Linked DNA regions of Sus scrofa: region 1 is linked to region 2. A link is a contact called in public HiChIP or PLAC-seq data. All regions are on one chromosome and are shown on one strand. Each heading gives the region's core, a stretch centred on a gene start, on an enhancer-like site or on the middle of the called end of the contact. The rest is flanking DNA. Distances are from core to core; before and after follow the strand shown.

The links. HiChIP or PLAC-seq counts read pairs in DNA pulled down with a chosen protein or histone mark.
Region 1: an H3K27ac HiChIP or PLAC-seq map of alveolar macrophages shows a contact between it and region 2. The contact joins two enhancer-like sites. A contact is called at or near these places in 1 of 47 Hi-C or Micro-C datasets (embryonic fibroblasts) and 1 of 2 datasets of contacts at active chromatin or transcription factors (alveolar macrophages).

What each region holds. Positions count from the first base shown.
Region 1 is chr13:198,876,854-198,880,565 of Sscrofa11.1, reverse strand. No RefSeq gene overlaps it. Among named protein-coding and RNA genes, the nearest start is that of RUNX1, 240 kb to the right of the region's middle. Within about 2 kb of position 1,380, at least 1 of the 83 cell types and tissues checked has an H3K27ac peak or open chromatin away from gene starts, as enhancers often do. A contact at or near this core is called in alveolar macrophages, where this site is marked.
Region 2 is chr13:198,487,346-198,491,244 of Sscrofa11.1, reverse strand. All of the region lies in intron 1 of RUNX1 (runt related transcription factor 1), which reads left to right. Among named protein-coding and RNA genes, the nearest start is that of RUNX1, 150 kb to the left of the region's middle. Within about 2 kb of position 2,299, at least 12 of the 83 cell types and tissues checked have an H3K27ac peak or open chromatin away from gene starts, as enhancers often do. A contact at or near this core is called in alveolar macrophages, where this site is marked.

The sequences.
Region 1 (3,712 bases), core at 131-2,630, 390 kb before region 2:
ATCATTTAATATTGCACTTAACTTAGCTTTCCCAATTTTTTTGTGTGTGTCTCTTGTTGGATGTTGGCCAATGCAATATCTGATTTGTATTCATGTCATAGAATCTGTTCCTATTATACTTTGAAATATTGATTTGCTCATCATTCCAAATTTAAAATCTGTAATAAACCAGTTTGTCTCTGGTACTTAAACATGGCCTGGGATATTTACTAAAGATAAAAATAAGGTCCTGTCGTTAAGTGAAATTTAGTAATAGATTCAGGTTTTTGGGACTCAAAGCTTAAATTGCTAAAAGGCATCATTATTATTTCGTAGTCTGGGTGGGAGAAGAGTCTTGCCGACATCAGAATGGTCCCAAGCATGGAGGATTCCATCCTTTAAGGCACATTTAAAAGTTTGTGTTCAAGTTCATTTAGTCTTGGCAAAAGTCAACTTCCTGTTTTTAAGGAAAATGAAATTGACTCAAATTGTATGAATATCAAGTAAATTGCCAATGAAGCAGTGTTTAGCTAAGTAAAACAAAAATGAATCACAAGTGTATGAATTTTTGTATGATAAATGAAAATAAAAATCTAAGGGAAGAAACGTCTTGTAAAAAGCTTTTGGGATTTAATCAAATATTTGGAGATTAGTTTGATGGAGATAATTATTCATCTATCCTTTGCTATTATTCTTATTTTGGGTATAATCAGATTTTGGTTTCTTTGGTCTTCAAATTAATGATATCCCTTGGTTTCAAATGTATAAGAGCTGTATTATAGGGTAGATACTTAAACAAAAACAGACTCCATAAAAAGTAACCATTATTCACATTTTCAACACAAACTCCATGTGTAGAGTATGAAAAGATTTGGCCACAGTTAAATATGTTCACATCGCTGTGTTTCTTTCCACCCAGAAGGGGAATTACATTAAATATACAAGACATAATATTTATGTTGGCATGATTCGATCTATTTACCCATTTAAAGTAAAGACTATTAACACAGGCATACTGCAGGACTGAAAGCATGATCGGTACTTCCTTCCTCCATTAATTCATCTATTCAATTGATCCACAAAAATATATGAAGCATTTGCTACGTTCCCCACCCTGCTTCACAAAAGCATACTCTCATATTTTCAAAGACATCAGTTATTCCCATGTCTTCTTTGTGAGTTTGGGGGCAGATTAAAAATGCCCAGAAATTCTTGAACCTCCCCTCTGGGGGAGTGTTATGCCCCCGACCCTCTATCTGGGGGGCTCTGTGATTTGTTTGGCCAAGAGAGTATGGGAAAGTGACATGGTGTCCTTCTAATGCAAGGTTAGGTTACAAAAGTCTTGCAGCTTCTGCCTTGGTCCTTTGGAAAACTTGCCCTCAGAACTGAGTCACTGTGTAGAAGTCCCAGTATACAGAGACTGGGGCTGCTGTGCATGATTGGAGGAACCCAACTCACAGTCCAGGAGAGGTTCTAGAAGATGAGATGTCACATGGAGAGAGAGAGAGAGCGAGCGAGAGAGAGAAGCACCAGGGAGCCAGATGTATGAGGGCAGAGGATATCTGGAAGTGGTTTCTCTAGCCCCAGTCATGCCACAGCTGAAGCCACATAGAGAATAGAGATGGGTCATCCAGTCAAGACCTCCCCAAACTGTGAAGAAAACAAAATCATTGGTTTAAGTTGACAAACTATGGGGTAGTTTGTTACACAGCAAATATGACTGGAGCAAGGCTATTATAGTAGATTACTAAGGTAATAAGGACTTGCTAGTGGAAAAGAAAACCTTTTCCTTGGGAATTTAAAAAAAAATCGGGAAGAGCTGTAGTATATTTGTCTTCTGAATGCAAATTGTTTAAAGCTTTTATACCATAAGGTCATCCTCCAAAATCATGGATCTAAAATTTTGATTATTGATAAAGCTAGACTCACCCCCTTGTTTCTTTTCTAAAAACTTAATCCACACTTATTAGATTCCAGATATTGGGATTCAAGAGTGAAAAAAAATATCACAGTCCCTGCCTTCAAGGACTTAAAAAAAATGCTCTAAATTGTTCTCCTTTGCTATAAGACTGGTTTTTGGTAAGGAGCAACATCTAACACCTTGAGGAAGTTCTTAAGAATGGGAGATTAATTCCACTGATGATTACAATTTCAAGAGTGATAGTCAGTTGCCCTTTTTCCGTGATAGTAAAATGGACACGTATAGTACAAGAGAAAAGGTGGTATAGATTATATTCTACTGCTCACAGCTTTTGACACGGTCTCAGATGTCTATGACAAGTAGTTGTGTTGAAACATTCAAAAGAAAATCTTAGCATAAAAGGTCACCCACTGTTACTTGAATCTTGGGGGTCACAACGCAGTGACTGGATGAAGTTGTTGCAATTGATTTTCCAAAGCAATCTGTTCTTTTTTAAACTTTTATATTGCATTTTATTTCTCATAACATCTATATTCATTTGAAAAATATTTCTTTGCATATTCTCAAACATATTTATTTAGTTCAAGGCTTCATTGATATATGACTTCCCAACTGTTAGGAAGATCTCTACAGCCCCGAGAGGATCAGAAGACCCCGTGATTTTTATTTCTTCACATTTTTTAGTTTTTTTTCAGTTGAATTATTTTTTATTAAAGTATAGTTGATTTACAACATTGTGCCAATTTCTGCTGTACAGCAAAGTGACCCAGTCATACATATATACACATTCTTTTCCTCACACTATTTTCCATCATGTTCTATTCCAAGAGACTTGATATAGTTCCCTGTGCTGTACAGCAGGACCTCATTGCTTATCCATTCTAAATGTAATAGTTTGCATCTACCAACCCAAACTCCCAGTCCATCCCAATCCCTCCCTCTGCCCCCCTCCCCCAGCAACCACAAATCTGTTCTCTCTGTCGGTGAGTCTGATTCTGTTCTGTAGATAGATTCATTTGTGCCATATTTTAAATTCCACACATAAGTGATATCACATGGTATATATATATTTTTAATTTTACTGAAGTAGGTAATATGTTCTTTTTATTTTCCCACTGTACAGCAAGGGGATCAAGTTATCCTTACATGTATACATTACATTTTTTCCCCCACCTTTTGTTCTGTTGCAACATGAGTATCTAGACGTAGTTCTCAATGCTACTCAGCAGGATCTCCTTGTAAATCTATTCTAAGCTGTGTCTGATAACCCCAAGCTCCTGATCCCTCCCACTCCCTCCCTCTCCCATCAGGCAGCCACAAGTCTATTTTCCAAGTCCATGATTTTCTTTTCTGTGGAGATGTTCATTTGTGCTGGATATTAGATTCCAGTTATAAGTGATATCATATGGTATTTGTCTTTGTCTTTCTGGCTCATTTCACTCAGTATGAGATTCTCTAGTTCCATCCATGTTGCTGCAAATGGCATTATGCCGTTCTTTTTTATGACTGAGTAGTATTCCATTGTGTATATAGACCACATCTTCTGAATCCAATCATCTGTTGATGGACATTTGGGTTGTTTCCATGTCCTGGCTATTGTGAATAGTGCTGCAATGAACATGCAGGTGCATGTGTCTCTTTTAAGTAGAGTTTTGTCATGAATATTTTCTCAGGTCAGTCTCCCAAAGCAATAGAAATAAGAGCCAAAAAAAAGGTAATATGTTCTTGATGCACCTCCTTAAACTGCTGTTGGAGTTCACCATTCAGCTGAGCCAGCACTGGAACAAGACAAATATTTTTAAAAGGGCGTTG
Region 2 (3,899 bases), core at 1,050-3,549:
AGTCTGGAAGCCCCTGGGGAAGAGACAGCCAAGCCATGAATCCAGCAAGCACGGGAGCTGGTTGGTGGAAGCTGATTTGGGACCAGTTTATATAAACCTTGATTTATTTAAAACGGAATCCCTTGGCTTGTTCCAATGTCCATGTTGGCCTGAGGGTGTCCTTCACGCCGTGACACACTGCGGGGGGGGAGGGGGGCAAGCACAACATGGTAGGTAAGAGTTTCTAAAAGGAGGAGGAGGAAAAAGAGGAAGATGTGATACAGAGTAAGTGCTTTTGGTGAGAGGGTCCAGCACCCCAAAGAGCAAGTGTGAATCTTACAGAGAAGTGTCCTCTGTACTTTCTGACGACAATGAGAGATGCTCATCTCCATCTCTTGAAGGATGGCAGGGCTGGAGCCAAGGAGCCACAGTGAGCCCCCCTGACTCATCAGAACAGCTTACCACCTTCTGCCCCTCCCTCTGGGGACGTGCAGGACATCAAACAGAACAACATCTATTTTTCTTTTTTTTTTTTTTTTTGCCTTTTTTTAGGGCTGTGCAAGGTGAGCATGGCACCCATCAGAGGGCAGCGTCTGGACCCCATCCACCTTGCAGGGGGCTCTGTCTGGGGCCAGATTCCAGTGGGAAAGGGGGAGCTGCACTGTCACATCCAGGGCTAGTGATGGAGAGAACGGTGACTATTAACCCTTCTGCCTTGGCATGTCACTTTCATTATGTGGTTCTTAACTTCAGCAAGGCAGTTCCCTTCTTCTTAGTTCCCAGAAGCCTTCTTAGTTCCCAAGCCGCGTCTGCAACCTGTACCACAGCTCACAGCAACGCCGGATCCTTAACCCACTAAGTGAGGCCAGGGATGAAACCCACATCCTCATGGATCCTAGTCGGGTTCGCCACCATTGAGCCACAAAGGGAACTCCTATTTTTCTTTCTTTTTTTGTGTGTAATGTAGTACCTCAAAGAGCTCAGAATTCTCTGCATTTGGGGCAGCATGTGAGCTGTATTAAGAAGTTGTCAGAGTTCCCACTGTGGCTCAGCAGGTTAGGAACCTTACTAGTATCCATGAGGATTTGGGTACGATCCCTGGCCTCACTCAGCGGGTTAAGGATCCGGTATGTCCGTGAGCTGTGGTGTAAGTTGAAGACGCAGCTCAGATCTAGCATTGCTGTGGCTGTGGTGTAGGCAGGCAGCTACAGCTCTGAATCAGCCCCTAGCCTGAGAACTTCCATATGCCTTGGGTTCAGCCCTACAAAAAAAAAAAAAAAAAAAAAAAAAGTTGCCTCTGTGCCCAGAGAAGAGGGCAGTGCCACTCTCACCTGTCCCTTATCTCTTCTTTCCTAGTTGATTTTCACAATTGCAGGGTTGGGTTTGACGTGAGACATGCAAAAAAAATGAGAAGGGAGGGGCGATGTTATAAACCCATTTGATGTAATCCAAATGGATTCCATCAGCTTGCTGCATCACGGAGATGAACTTAACATGAGCGAGCATCATTCCTCTGGCAGGGCTGGAGCTCAGTTCCAGAGAGCGTCCGTGTCAAATGAGAGGAGAGCAAGAGTCTTATTAAGGCCCTGGCTGACATCTCACCCCAAAAAGAGAACATAGAAGTTGGCCTGGTGTGCTGTCCACACAGGGAGTCCTGTGAATAGGGCCCCAATGTCAGGCCCAGTCTCAGTGGCCTTTTGCACCATCCAACACAGGCTGGCCATGAGCATTTTTTGCACTGCACCAGGATTGAGGTTTAATTTGTGCAGAAACAACAGGCATAAACTAGTTGTGTAGCTTATCTGTTGCACAATAGCTTAAACAGAGCCAAATTATACTCCTGTCCTCCCAGCAGGCGTGCCCACTAGCGCTGACACACACACACACACACACACACACACACACACAGACCTCGAGAAGATCTATTATAGCAGAAAGATCGATGACTCTGTTCCTCTTTCTTTAGAATTATAAGATAAGCCCTTTACTTGTCCTGAATCTTCGGTCACATTCAATGTATATGCAAAAGTTCAAAGGCTGACTCTGACAAAGGGCGTTTGGAGAAGTACGATAAAATGTGTCTGATAAAACACACACAAAAGACTTTAGCAATAAAGACTTATAAACTGGGAAAGCAGGACTTGGGCAGCGGGTTTGAAACAGTATTATCTACAGCTTCAGCACTGAAAGATAGTGGCCCGGAGCAGGAGGCTTTATCTGGCCTCCACAAGAAGAGAGATTGTACCGCCCCCGAACCACCCTGTCTGCAAAGCCCAGGAAACACCTTGCAGAGGGACTGATGCAACCATCACCACCCTGGCCAGCCCTTGGTGACAGTTAAGAAGTGTCACAACACAGCATTGAGCAACCACCTCATGCATCATCTCGGCCTGGCCTGTGTTTTACGCGACACTTTCCCACTGGAGAGACAAAATGGGACGTTTAGGCTGACATTTTTTTGGTTCTTCCCTTGCTTTCAGTTTAGATCGTCAAAGAGAGGCAAGGGGCATTTTCCCTTCTGCTTTTCCCATACAGTTTGAAACATCCTTTCCCAACTGACGTTTCAGGTAGAGGATTAGTCACAGTCGTTCTTTGCATCTTATTGCATTAATTTCTCGAGAGTTTCAAGGGGTTCTCCGTACCTCTCCTGGGAGATTCATGACTCAGTCCCCGCAGTTTCTTCAAAGCTGGAGTTTAATTTATGTGATTGCAATTGGAAAGCCACTTTGAAAGGGGAGAAATCAACTTAGTTTTTCGTGAGTTCTAAATTTTCTGTAAATAAAATTTCACAAGTCTATCCCTCTTAAAAAAAAAAAAAAAAAGTAGCAACACAGCTGTTGATAGAGTAGCAGGTTTGGGTGCATGGCAGTAATGCACAGGTCAGGGGTTCCCCAGATCAGCTGCTATTGAGGGACCTGGGGAAAAAAACACTCATTTTTTTTTTTTGGAACTTCCCTTTCCCTCTATAAATGCACAGATTATACAAAGTGTCTGCTTAGACACTTCTTACTTCCCAAAATAATCGGATGTCATTCCACAGAAGGGTGGCCCTCAAAATAGTTCCACTCTTGGAGTTCCTGTTGTGGCACAGCAGAAATAAATCCAACTAGGAACCATGAGGTTGCAGGTTAAATCCCTGGCCCTGCTCAGTAGGTTAAAGATCTGGCATTGCCGTGAGCTCTGGTCTAGGTTGCAGACCCATCTCAGATCCTGCATTGCTGTGACTGTGGTGTAAGCCAGCAGCTGTAGCTCTGATTTGACCTCTAGCCCGGGAACCTCCATATGCTGAGGGCGTGGCCCTAAAAAAGAAAAGAAAAAAAAAAGTTCCACTCTGATTTGTTTTATAATAATCCTTCACCACTGATAGCTGTGCCTGGCTTTTCCAAGTGCTTCAGCGGCAATGGTTGAGTGTGGTCTTGTCTCTGTACGACTGGATCACTTTGTTGTACCGCAGAAATTTATCATAGCCTTGTAAATTAACTATACTTCAACAAAATTTTTAAAAATACAAAAAATAAAGACTTTAAAGATGTGAAAAAAAAATAATGTGGTCTTCTGAATAACCTGCTGACAACATCAGGGCTCTAGGCTTGGCCAGTGAGGAGATGGAGGTGCAGAAGTTAGAGGACCTTCAGAGAGTCGCAGAGGCTCGCATGCCGAGTCACCCTCACAAAGTAAGAAAAAGGGAAATTTTAGTCCAGAGGCTTCCAAACGCTTTTGAATTGCAAGGAACAGTAGAAAGCAAGTTCCATGCATGACTCAGGAGATGGCTCTGTCAATCAAAAAAGGGCTTCAGGAAGCAGTAGTTGTTCTTCCTACTTGTAAAGCACTCTGTTTTTCATTTTTTTTCCTTCTATTTCGTTTTCTTTCTTGTATTTGTATAATAATAATAATTGTAATAATGTCCTTGTTGTTGCATT